Linked DNA regions of Mus musculus: all the other regions are linked to region 2. Evidence: chromatin contacts called from public HiChIP or PLAC-seq, capture Hi-C and promoter capture Hi-C data. All regions are on one chromosome and are shown on one strand. The core of a region is the stretch at or near the end of the contact, and the rest is flanking DNA. Distances in the headings are between cores, read along the strand shown. Region 1 overlaps Cspg4b (chondroitin sulfate proteoglycan 4B). Region 2 has its middle 29 kb from the start of Snx18. Region 3 overlaps Cspg4b (chondroitin sulfate proteoglycan 4B). Region 4 has its middle 9.7 kb from the start of Gm41071.

Evidence for each region. HiChIP or PLAC-seq counts read pairs in DNA pulled down with a chosen protein or histone mark. Capture Hi-C pulls out chosen DNA fragments and counts their contacts.
Region 1: a capture Hi-C map of bone marrow-derived macrophages shows a contact between it and region 2, with 10 times the contacts expected there. The contact joins two enhancer-like sites. A contact is called at or near these places in 10 of 484 Hi-C or Micro-C datasets (the N1E-115 cell line, bone marrow-derived macrophages, cortical neurons and 7 more), 9 of 115 datasets of contacts at active chromatin or transcription factors (CD8 T cells, DN3 thymocytes, embryonic basal ganglia and 5 more) and 5 of 9 other capture datasets (adipose tissue, bone marrow-derived macrophages, embryonic stem cells and 2 more).
Region 3: a contact with region 2 is called in a promoter capture Hi-C map of adipose tissue. The contact joins two enhancer-like sites. A contact is called at or near these places in 5 of 484 Hi-C or Micro-C datasets (the N1E-115 cell line, bone marrow-derived macrophages, nephron progenitors and 2 more), 8 of 115 datasets of contacts at active chromatin or transcription factors (CD8 T cells, double positive thymocytes, embryonic basal ganglia and 5 more) and 3 of 9 other capture datasets (adipose tissue, liver and pancreatic islet).
Region 4: an H3K27ac HiChIP or PLAC-seq map of microglia shows a contact between it and region 2, with 3 times the contacts expected there. The contact joins two enhancer-like sites. A contact is called at or near these places in 6 of 484 Hi-C or Micro-C datasets (bone marrow, bone marrow-derived macrophages, conventional type 1 dendritic cells and 3 more), 5 of 115 datasets of contacts at active chromatin or transcription factors (cardiomyocytes, embryonic stem cells, microglia and 1 more) and 1 of 9 other capture datasets (bone marrow-derived macrophages).

The regions. Positions count from the first base shown.
Region 1 is chr13:113,335,791-113,338,490 of GRCm38.p6, forward strand. All of the region lies in intron 5 of Cspg4b (chondroitin sulfate proteoglycan 4B), which reads left to right. Among named protein-coding and RNA genes, the nearest start is that of Gm41070, 27 kb to the right of the region's middle. Within about 2 kb of position 1,266, at least 21 of the 459 cell types and tissues checked have an H3K27ac peak or open chromatin away from gene starts, as enhancers often do. A contact at or near this core is called in adipose tissue, bone marrow-derived macrophages and microglia, where this site is marked.
Region 2 is chr13:113,588,366-113,591,065 of GRCm38.p6, forward strand. No RefSeq gene overlaps it. Among named protein-coding and RNA genes, the nearest start is that of Snx18, 29 kb to the right of the region's middle. Within about 2 kb of position 1,391, at least 58 of the 459 cell types and tissues checked have an H3K27ac peak or open chromatin away from gene starts, as enhancers often do. A contact at or near this core is called in adipose tissue, bone marrow-derived macrophages, granulocyte-monocyte progenitors and 2 more, where this site is marked.
Region 3 is chr13:113,353,977-113,356,676 of GRCm38.p6, forward strand. All of the region lies in intron 8 of Cspg4b (chondroitin sulfate proteoglycan 4B), which reads left to right. It overlaps Gm41070 (a long non-coding RNA gene), which reads right to left. Exons shown (of 3, transcript XR_001781058.2): 3 at 1,696-1,833. Among named protein-coding and RNA genes, the nearest start is that of Gm41070, 9.1 kb to the right of the region's middle. Within about 2 kb of position 1,310, at least 47 of the 459 cell types and tissues checked have an H3K27ac peak or open chromatin away from gene starts, as enhancers often do. A contact at or near this core is called in adipose tissue, where this site is marked.
Region 4 is chr13:113,432,335-113,435,034 of GRCm38.p6, forward strand. No RefSeq gene overlaps it. Among named protein-coding and RNA genes, the nearest start is that of Gm41071, 9.7 kb to the left of the region's middle. Within about 2 kb of position 1,342, at least 48 of the 459 cell types and tissues checked have an H3K27ac peak or open chromatin away from gene starts, as enhancers often do. A contact at or near this core is called in bone marrow-derived macrophages, granulocyte-monocyte progenitors, microglia and 1 more, where this site is marked.

The DNA of each region.
Region 1 (2,700 bases), core at 16-2,515, 250 kb before region 2:
CAAGCTATTTCTCCCTTTCCCACCAGAGTGGCTGGCAATGATGGCAAATTAGCATGGAACAGCTAAGCGCATTGACCACACTGCAGGGAGTGTCATGAATCAACTCCCAATAATATTAAAGGATTATCAGGTCTGTCCATTTTTCTGGATGTGAATGTGGACAGCATATGCACTTAGTTAAAGCCACGGCTAACTGAGCACACTGTCTAGTAGCAGATGTGTGGGTAGTTCCTCTCAAATGTAGGGATCATTTCTGACAGCAGCATTTCTTCTCTTTATTTCAGAGCAATTGGTTGATGAAGATAATGACCACTTTCTGGTCACACGGTAGCTAATACTGCTGAAATGTTTATTCTGTGCCTGGTATTGGGCTCAGCCTGTGACACAAGCCTTCAACAACTCTGTAGGGTATCGTTTTTATTTGAAAAAAGGGGAAAACTATAGCACAGGAGACTCTTGGCTAAGATTGCAAGAGAGACAGACTGGCTGACAGACAGACAGAGCCTCGGGGATATAGCAGAGTTAAGGTGTGAACTTGTGATCACAATGAAGCACTACTGCTTTCTCCTGCACAGTTACAGTATAGGAACCCAAGAACCTGGAGGAAGTATGAGCTTCCCACAGAGTTAAGGGTAGGGGTGAAGTAAAGGGCTGGGGTGTGGCTTGGAGGTAAGCTACTTCTATAATGAGCATGGTCTGGGCTGGAGAGACTAGTGGTGGGATGTGTGATATGGGCAGTAGATATGACTAGCCCAAATAACAACATTAAGCAGAGAGAGAATCTGGGACAGAGGCAAAATGTGACTTCCACAAGGCCTTCAGATTTATGGGTTTTTAAAATCACATTGATTTATTTGGGATATACGGTAAAGGGACCACACACACACACACACACACACACACACACACCATACACAAGTATTGATGTCAGAAGACAACTTGCAAAGAGTTGGTTTCCCCTTCGACTATGCAGGTCCCAGGGGCACACTCAGACCCTCAGGTTGGTAGCAGGTACCTTTTCCTGACCCAGATTTCATGTTCTCTCCAATCTGCATTTTATTAAAGCTTTCAGGTGACCTTATATGGCTTTCTTCCTCCCAGTCTTGCCAGGGCCTGTAGATAGCAAGGGTGTCCACCCCAGTCTGCTTTGGAGAAGAGCGTGGGAGAGGTGGGAATTGATCCTGGTGGCATGGTGGACTCTGGTTGGGGATTCAGAGCAGAGTCTAAGCATTGCCTTCTCTGGTGTAGGGTTTCAAGTGAGGCCTTTCTCCTGCAGGAACAAGACACATCCTTAAACTGCAGGGCTGGCGGGCGGGCCCATCTCTAAGGGAATTGGGGGCCATGAATGGGGTCATTTATTTGTGCTCTGACAAAGCAGATTCAGAGTTATGCTATCCCTAGTGACTCCTTTGTATTCTGCTCTGAAATCCATCCTTCTTTTTTTGTTGTTGTCGTTCGATTTTTAAAATTACTTTATTAGATATTTTCTTCACTTACATTTCAAATCCATTCTTAAGAGTGCTTTTGAGTTTAAGTGGTGTTTTACACAGGCCACATAAAATTCTGGCCACGAGGGGGCTTCATTTTCCCATTTTTCAAAAAAGACCTGTAATATAATACTATAATGCTTTGCCTTGTTTTTACTTTAAAGATAGGCTTGGCTTGGCTTTGTATGGTGCTGGGGATTGAACCCAGGACCCAGTGTGTGCAAATCAAGGACTGTCCCTTGGAGATACACCCCCCACACACACTTATTTGTTTTTGGCAATTATTTAGAATAACTAGAAGGAGCTTTGCAAACCAGGTGCAGTGGAAGCGTGGAGGCTGTAAAAGTCAGTGGCCTTCCAGAATGCCACACAGCAGGGCAGCTCATCAGAGTACTCTATACAACTCCCCTGAAACCTGATCCAAAGGCCAGAGTCTTTAAATGTTGATAGCACAACTATGATGACATTGGGTAGACACAGTTGGTAACTCAGGAGGTCAGCCTCTCTTCCTCTAACAAGCAGAGGTGAATTTTCGTGTACTACCCCCAGGGGCAAGTGCGGCTTGTCCTCAGGGCAAGTGTGGCTTGTCCTCAGGGCAAGTGTGGTTTGTCCTCAGACACTTGCTTATTGAACCTTACATAACTTTCAAATCTGGCTTCAAGGTTGAGCTCATTGCTGTCCCTCTCTCCACATATCTGAAGTTACTGTGACCCAATGCTGGGCTCTAAACTAGAGCTTCCCTTGAAGCAATGGGACTGCTAATTGAGCTAGTGACAGGTTCCCCATTTGTTTTAGAAGGTGGTATATTCCAGAGGTGACAGGGGAAAGCAGTGTTTGGCCTTAGAGGAACTACAGTGGAAAAATAACTCTTCTAAGCTCCTGATTGGGAAAAAATAATCAGGGTCTACAAGTTACAGGAAGGAAAATGACAGCACATTCTCAAGTTAATTTTCATTCCTGAAGAAATAAAAATAAGCTACAGGGAATGATTTAAAAATGTAAAGCCTGAAACTGGCAGTCATGGTACTGTTAAACAGGCCCACGTATATATTTTATAGAAACCGTGGCTTTTCCACAAGTTAAATTAAGCCTACGTCCTTGTAATCTGAGCACACTGTTAATTTTGTATTTCCAGTAGACACTGAAAAGCTATTGTCCTTAGACTGAGAGAGAAACAGTCAGAAATTAAGTTGTTAACAGGTAAATGCCCCCT
Region 2 (2,700 bases), core at 141-2,640:
ATCTCCAGCTCTGTTTGTTTGAAATTCCAGAGATAACCATTCATCCACAAAAGCTCCAGCAGAGATTTCAATGAACAGCCACCCCTCTCTTTGCCCCAAATCTTCAGCCCCCAAAGCAAACAACATAACCTTGTTACCAGTCTGGGGGTATGTATGAAACAATCCACACACATATAAGCATTTGTTTTATTCATTGGAGCAGCATGTGGGATACTGCTCTGTCTCTTATTTCATTGGATTTTCTCTGGAAATTCTAAACTCACATATAGATTTCTTATTTATTTGAGACTTCATTATGTAGGCCCTATGGTGCTATGTAGAACAAGCTAGCAGAATTCTGAGCCGTCTTCCGCTCTTTCTTCTTGCCTAGAGCTATAGGACAACTTCCTAGAAACACTGGCACTCAGCTCTTAGAAAGCTCAGGGATTGGGAGTGGTACCAAAGGATGAAGCCTGAGCTGGAATCCCAAGCCCCATCATCCATTCAGCGCATCTGAGAGTGATAGGAGTCAGGTTTGCAGGATTCAGGAGGCTGGGCTGGGCTCTGGGGAGTGGGATGCTGGAGGAAGGTTTGGTCCTGTGCCTGTCCACACAGGGCAGAAGAAAGGCAGGACCGAACAGGAACATCATGCCTGCTTGGGACCCTACTGGGGATTCCTTCATTTTTCTGTGGCACTGTTGCCACCATGGTTCTCATTTTCCAAATCTTTCCTGTCACTTTGTCCCCTATAATTAGGGAACTTTGCTTTACCCTCTCTTCCCATCCTTGAGCTCAGGGTTCATTTGCCATTCAACTGTTGCCTTGTCTTTGTCGAGGAGTCACTATATCCTATTAAAAAATAGGAGAGCTAGATCAGAAAAGCCCAGGAGTGCAGAGCCATCAGACATCGCAGCACGTGGTTGTCACTTACGAAGCCCCAGATGAAGGATTGTCCAAATGAGTTATGAAAATAACTCAATGTCTTGAGCACACACTGTTTTGTTCTGAGTCACATTCACAGCTGGGCACACGAAGCCCTTATAGGCTGCAGGTTATTCACATACACTCGCAGCTCAAGGTCGTGTGACACTCATTACCTGATTCTGGAATCAATGATCGCTTCTAATATCTGTTAGAGAAGACAATTGTAAAATGGCTAAGGACTTTCCATGGTGGTCTGCATCAATAGGTCCCCAGTGTCGTAAACTCTAAGGAGGTCTACCGCATAACACAAGACAAAGATGGGTCAGCCAACTGCCTGAGGTCATACGAGGTATGAAGCAGCTTGGGGTGGACCCAGGCCTCTGGCTCCAAAGCGTCATTTTTCTGATGTGCTGGCTCAGCTTGCAGAGAGGCCTGCCAACCCAGCAAACTCTGAGGGCCTGAGAGTCATTTCCTGGAGTGTATGAAAACGGGAAGCACAGGGAAAATATGACTTCAGCCTCAGAGTCCATTTCTCAACGGGCTAACAAAGTCACAAGGCAATAGAACACTCTCTTGAGTGTTTCAAGCCCCCCTGAACGTAACTTCATGAGGACAATCAGTCTTGCCCTCAGTACATGACTCAAATACTTTACCAGTAAGGATGGACTAAGACAAGACAGCCACGGGCTTTTGAGATGACTCATTGGATAAGAGTACCGACTGCTCTTCCAAAGGTCCTGAGTTCAAATCCCAGCAACCACATGGTGGCTCACAACCATCCATAACGAGATCTGATACCCTCTTCTGGAGTGTCTGAAGACAGCTACAGTGTATTTATATATAATAAATATGTCTTAAAAAAAAAAAAAGACAAGACAGCCACTATCATGTTTGAGAGCTCTAGGGCTACCACAAGAATGATGGTGTAGGGACATTAAGGGACCAGGGCCTTTTGCGAACTTGTGACCTCCAGGGCTGTGGCCACAAACCAATCCTGATTGACTTCCCTCCACCTCAGAGGCCTGGGGTAGGGCCAAAAGGCTTCCATTGTGGGGGTTTTCCTGGGTTCCTGTCCAGAGCATTGGCACAGCAACAGCAGCAGCCTCCCGTGCTCTTAGTAACCAGAACATTAACACTGGAGAACAGTCCGTTGCTCCCATGTGTGACCAGTAGCATTTGTCAGAGCTACACCCTGACCATCTGGGATCAAACATCTTACCACACTCAACCATGGTCATTCTTACGTCACAAGTTACTGGTATGGGGAGGGAGCTAGGTAGCATCAATAAGCTCTGACAAACTTCCCAGTCTGTCAGGACTTCAGTCACTTCTTCCTATTAAGACAAAGCTGTTCCACACACGCTCGTACTCCCAGCAGAACAGGCGCAAAGCAAATTTTAGATGTGTCTTCTACACCTTTATGTCACAGCCAAAGGATGCGAGGGTTCCCATATACCCAGTATCAGGGGTCTTAGAGAATGTCCAAAAGCGGCCATATGTCACCCAATGGAACCAGGTAAGATTAAGAGGCTTCGGCCAGATTCCAGAATGAGCGTCAGCAGTGGCACCCCTTAGTTTGTGTGATCTCTGGGAAAAGACACAAGACCTCACTGGGGCTTTAACACTCACAGCAATGGGAATGGACAGACTCCTCCTCAGCGGCTCGTGTGGACCACAGGATGCAGTTCCTGGTGAGAGGGGCCAAGCACTTCCTGTCTTCCCATGCAGGTCCTTTGAGAAAGGAAGGCTAGCGGGGCTGAGGGAGAGCGGGAAGGCAGAATTGCAATGATGAACAGG
Region 3 (2,700 bases), core at 60-2,559, 230 kb before region 2:
CCTGAAACCTTGTCTCAGATATAGTTGTAGTTCGTAGAATTTCCACACGACAGCCATCTGGTGGCTTTGTTGTTTGGTATGTGGAGAGATTTTATAGTTTAGGTATCTGAGACCTACTGGTAACTTCTGGGACTGTACAGAAGTTTTTTGGCACAACACCAGGAGATCTAGGCTCCCTCTGTGACTCAGCAAATCACATAGGTGTTAAACCTGTTTTGTTGTCTTGAAAACGGGAGGAGTCATAGCAGTGATTGTTGAAACCATGTTCATGTATGCAGACTCAGACCTAAAGCATGCATGTTCGCATGGTTACACAGCCTATTGATAGCAGAGCCAAGACTGGAGCCCAGGGCTCTGGATTCTAGGTCATGCTCCTGTCAAATTAACCAGGGCTTTCCCCTAACCGGTTAAATGTGGCTAAGACAGTAATAGATGTAAAGAGTATAGCATGTTTCCCACACTTAATTGAGGGTTGTGGAGATGGAAAGTATTCTTCTAATGATCAGGAGAGACACAAGCTAGAAACACTATATTATTTGTACATCATATGGGCACCTGGTACACCCAAAGGCCATGTGCATACAAAGTCAGGAAGCACACACAGAGAGAGAGACACTCAAAGACCAAGCTTCTGTTGGATCCAGAGTGTTGTCCAAGCAGCTTTTCCAAGGGGGCATTTGAGTGGGTAAGATGAAATCAGACAGGTACTTGTTCCAGGAGGCCACATGGTAACTTAGAGGTAGTCATGTGACCTACCCTCAGGTGGGTCTGAGCTTCAAGGGGTCAGTCATAGAGGCTACATTAGCTGTCCCCTAGGGGGGTGGACATCACAGAGCAGTTGCTTAAGGTGACCTGTGTGGGCCATGCTAAAGACTTTCACTGAGGAGAGCTGGCATCACGATGACTGAGAAAGTCCAGCTGGTATTCAAGATGGGTGGTGAGGTGACCGGACATCCTAAGGATTATAAACACTAATTAGATGGGGTTTGAGGCTGATGCTTAGCTTTTTGTTCTTGGAAATGTGAAAAGTCCCTTTCTATTTCTCATATTTAAAAGGAGTTTCCCAGGGGAAGGCAATTTTCTGCTACACTGGAACTGGCTGGTGTTTGCCCTGATGTGCAACAGTCATTTAATGAATGGAAATGAGGTCATCAGAGGAGAATGACATTTGCTCCACCTATGACCCACTTATTGTTTCCTTTAGAGAGTTCCTAGTGTTCTCAAATACATTTCCCTAGGGGATGATGAGAGAAGAGAGCTAAGGAAATAGAAGAGGTCTCATGCAGGGACCAAGTGTTCCATCCCTGGCCAGAGCCCAGGCTGCCAGGCTGGGGGAACAAAGGGGCCTGAGGACGGACGTCTCCAAGGACTTGTTCTGACAGGGCAAGAGGGATGTGCGGGGAGGAGGGGAGCCGCTGGGAGCTGCTGCTGACAAGCTCAGGGTTTTCCAACATCTATGTTTGTCACTTTTGAATACCTTGTCTCTCTTTACGCCTCAACCGTCATAAAGAAAGTCAATGATGTGAGGAAGACTACAGAGAAATCCAGGGAAAACTCTGGTCCTTTCGGGCTCATAGATAGCTTTGGTGTGATAGTGCCTATTACACACACACACACACACACACACACACACACACACACACACACACGGCATTCAAGGGCTTTCTGATGCTGTAACAGAGTATCTGAGAGGAATCGTGTGGAGGGGAACAGGTTTATTTTGGCTCGGCTGCTGAAGCTTCAGTCCTTTGTCAGCTGTCACTTGCTTTAAGGCTTGAGAGGCAGAGCATCCTGGTGAGGCACACAGGTAGAGAAATGCTTACTTCCTGAAGGCTGGGAAGCACAAAGAGAGAAGACAGGACATGGAGGCGAAGGTTGCAATGTCCCCTCAGGGGCTCATTCCCACTCACCTAACTCACCCTCAATGGTTTCTCCACCTCTTCAAGGTCCCACCCCCACCCCAATAACTCCAAAGCCAGGGAACCCCAGTAATTCAAAAGCCAGAGAACAAACCTTAACACATGGGGTTCTGGGGGACATTTCAGATCCAAACTACAGTGCATACTTTATAAAAGCAAGGCCAGAAAACAACAAAATGTTAAATTTATATCAAGACAGAGAGGAATACCACCAACTAATATAGTAAACATGCATTGATCTGAATGTATTCCAGGGATAAGGACATGGCTCTAGGGCTAAGAGCATCTGCTGTGCAAGCAGAAGGCCTGAGTTCACATTCCCAGCAGACACATAAAAGGACTGTTCTGACCTCTGCATGTGTAAGCATGGGTTAAAGCATATACACACTTATGTGTGCACACACACACACACACACACACATTACACCACGTATACACATTAAACAACACTGAAAACATTCCAATCCTGGTTAGCATATATGTTTAGAAATGGGCATTTTCTGTATGGTTTGAGAACAGAAAGAAATTAGCCTTTCTTCTTGCCCCTCCCACACACTGCCTCCTTTTCCACATGCAGATGGCGAGGGGGCTTTGGCACCGCCTGAAGTTTATAACTTCTATCAAGTGGTACCCAGGTCAGTTCCCAGTCATCGTATGACAGCTCAGATTGACCATCAGTCAGCTTTAGAACATTTGGGAAGTCAAAGAACGGTGGAGAGGACAGGGGGCCTTTCTCTTGGACTGGGGTTTGCTCAGTCGTGCAGCAGTCCTGCCTGAGGCT
Region 4 (2,700 bases), core at 92-2,591, 160 kb before region 2:
AAGCATTTTACCCCCTGACTCATCTCACTAGCCCTATTATAACTCATATATATATATAATAACTCTTATATAACTGATTTAGCTGTTTGTAGTTGCTTATATGTTTGTTCTATCCTTAGAGGCAGAGATTCATGTCTTTCCTGCTTAGTAATCTTTGAATGTAAAAGAGTACTGGGCACATGGTGCTAATAAATTCTGCAATATTAGGACCATCATAACACTTACTCAGGTGAGGCATTTCAACCTTAGCACATCTGTAGGCTCCTACAGTTTGGATGCCTTCTCTCCACTTAACAGATGAGAATGGCAGTAAGGCTAGGTAGCTGCTCAACTTTAATTTGATACCAGGTTCTGCACCTAATCATAATTTGAAGAAGATTTGATTTTCTAAATATTAAGTTCTTTTATGAAGCAGATGGTGATTCTTAAAGATAACTTCCATTTTTAGGCATGTGAATTATGAATGTATTTCTAGGTAAATTTCTAGAGGTGTTAATTTAGGAGTTACAGAGCAAGGAGCCATGATCAGTGTATAAACTCTTAGCTCTAAAGGCAATCATTATTTCTATTTTAAATTTGTTTTCACTGTTCCAAACTTGTGAATCTCAGGTTGTTGCAAATGATATATATTTTTAAATCTCTGAGCTATTATTGAACTTACCACCTGCCGGTATCAAATAAATGATTTGATAATTATAATATCATTACCATTTCTAAAATTTTAGCCCAACATATTAGACTTGAGTATGGTAAGCAATACACGATTTCTTTCCTCTCAATAACAATGCATACATTTTTCTTTTCAAAGAAAGATTCCATTCTGAGAGACATTTCCATTTTTTTTACGCTTGATTCTTTATATGGCATTTAAGGAGGTTGACAATGGCCCAGAGTTAGGAAAACTATGTTCCTAAGTTTTATTTGATCATCTGCTTTGAAGCAAGAGTAATACCAGCATCTTTAATGAACTCCGTGTTGTGGCTGCATGTTCTTTAGAATTATTTAAACTTGCAGATAGCTGTTACCAGTCATCTCAACTTGAACTTTATGCCTCTGATGAAGGACTTCCTTCCCAGGAAGCCCTGGTCAGGCCAGAGGGTGAGGGAGCCCAGCGGCAGGGATTGTCCGTGTGATCATCTGAACTGTGGCTTCGGAAGCCCCTTTGGGTAGAAAGGTTTGGAGTAGCTTGAGAAGATTATTCTTCTTCCCCGCCCCCCACACACACCCCTCAGTAAAAAAGAGAGTTTCTTCGTCTTTCTGGTAACTGTCTGATAGGCCTGTGGCTGTGCTGTGTGCAGTAGCTGTGGGCAGTTTGCTTCTTGTTTCTCAACACAGAATCTTATTGTGGGAACAAGAACAGGAGACAGGAAACAGGCTCACTTGAGAAAGAATTGCACCATCTGTTCTACCCTCTTTAGAGTCCCTTCTTACTCCCAAGCCACTTCCGATTTATCCCCTGGGACCACATGTGGATTGACCACTAATAACTCCTGGTGCTCACCCTCTTCTCATCTCAAAGTCTAAAGTCAGTTTGGATTCCCATCTCATTAGATGGTTGAGCTCTGTTATTATAACTGCCCATTGGTCCTCGTTGTAATATATAAATCAGGGATTGCAGAGTAGAAGTCAGAGAGACTCATTTGGTTTGGTAGCTGGACTGTGAATAAACCAATTTATACTTTCTTTTCTGGTACCTTGGCACCCACTTTTCTGTGCTCAGGTTTTTGGTTTTTTGTTTTGTTTTTGTTTTTGTTTTTGAGCACGCATGGCTTCTGTCGCACCTGGGCACTGCGATTGTTGAGGTTACTCTCTACTGTATAACACTATCGTTAAGTGTTATTCTTAATTATAAGTAAGCCTTCCCAAAATGTTTAAAACTTCTGCTTCAGGATCCAAAGAAGCCATGCTAATGGAATAATGGCACGAAATTTCATATAGAGAATCTCGGGAGAGCTTTGGGAATATGATGGAAGTAGGCCTGGTCAGAGAAAGCTCAAGTTTATCAATGGGCTTGCACAGATGGCATCTTGGTATTGGTTCTGAGATTCATTTAAGTTCTGTAGAATGTGGACAGAACATGAAGTAATATTTTAAATAAAATCATTACTGTACACCACTGATGATGGCTTGTCTAAGAACATTAGTATACAAAGAAAAGCAAGCAGGTAGGTGTGGGACTTGCCTGCCTAACACAGACAAAAACCAAATAAGCAAACATCCGCCAATATAGAAATAAAAGAGGTGGCCAGGGAAGGCCAGGTTCAGTGGTGGAATAATCTTTTTTTTTTTCTACAAAGGTTTTCCTAACATGTAAACAGGGAAACACCTTCTTCCTTCTCTTCTCCTCCCCCTGACATTCTGTTTCAAGCATTGGACATCTTCCATTTGTAACTAGCATCACAAGCACTCTTAAAGGAAAAGAAACAGAAGCCAGGCAAATCCTTGCAGGTATCTAAATCAGTCCTGGCTTAGCAGGTCTAAAGACAGGCTCTTCATGTGACACATTCCCCATTTCCTCAGATGACTATCTCAGAAACACAAGTTCCAGCAGGCAGGTGACCCAGCTGGACTTTGTGGCAAATGCCTTTGCAATGGCCAGGACTGAGGAGCACTGAACAAACAAACACTACACAATTCAGTTTTCTCAGCTTATAACGAAACTCTGATCGTTACAAGCAGACAGCATAGAGTAACAGAATA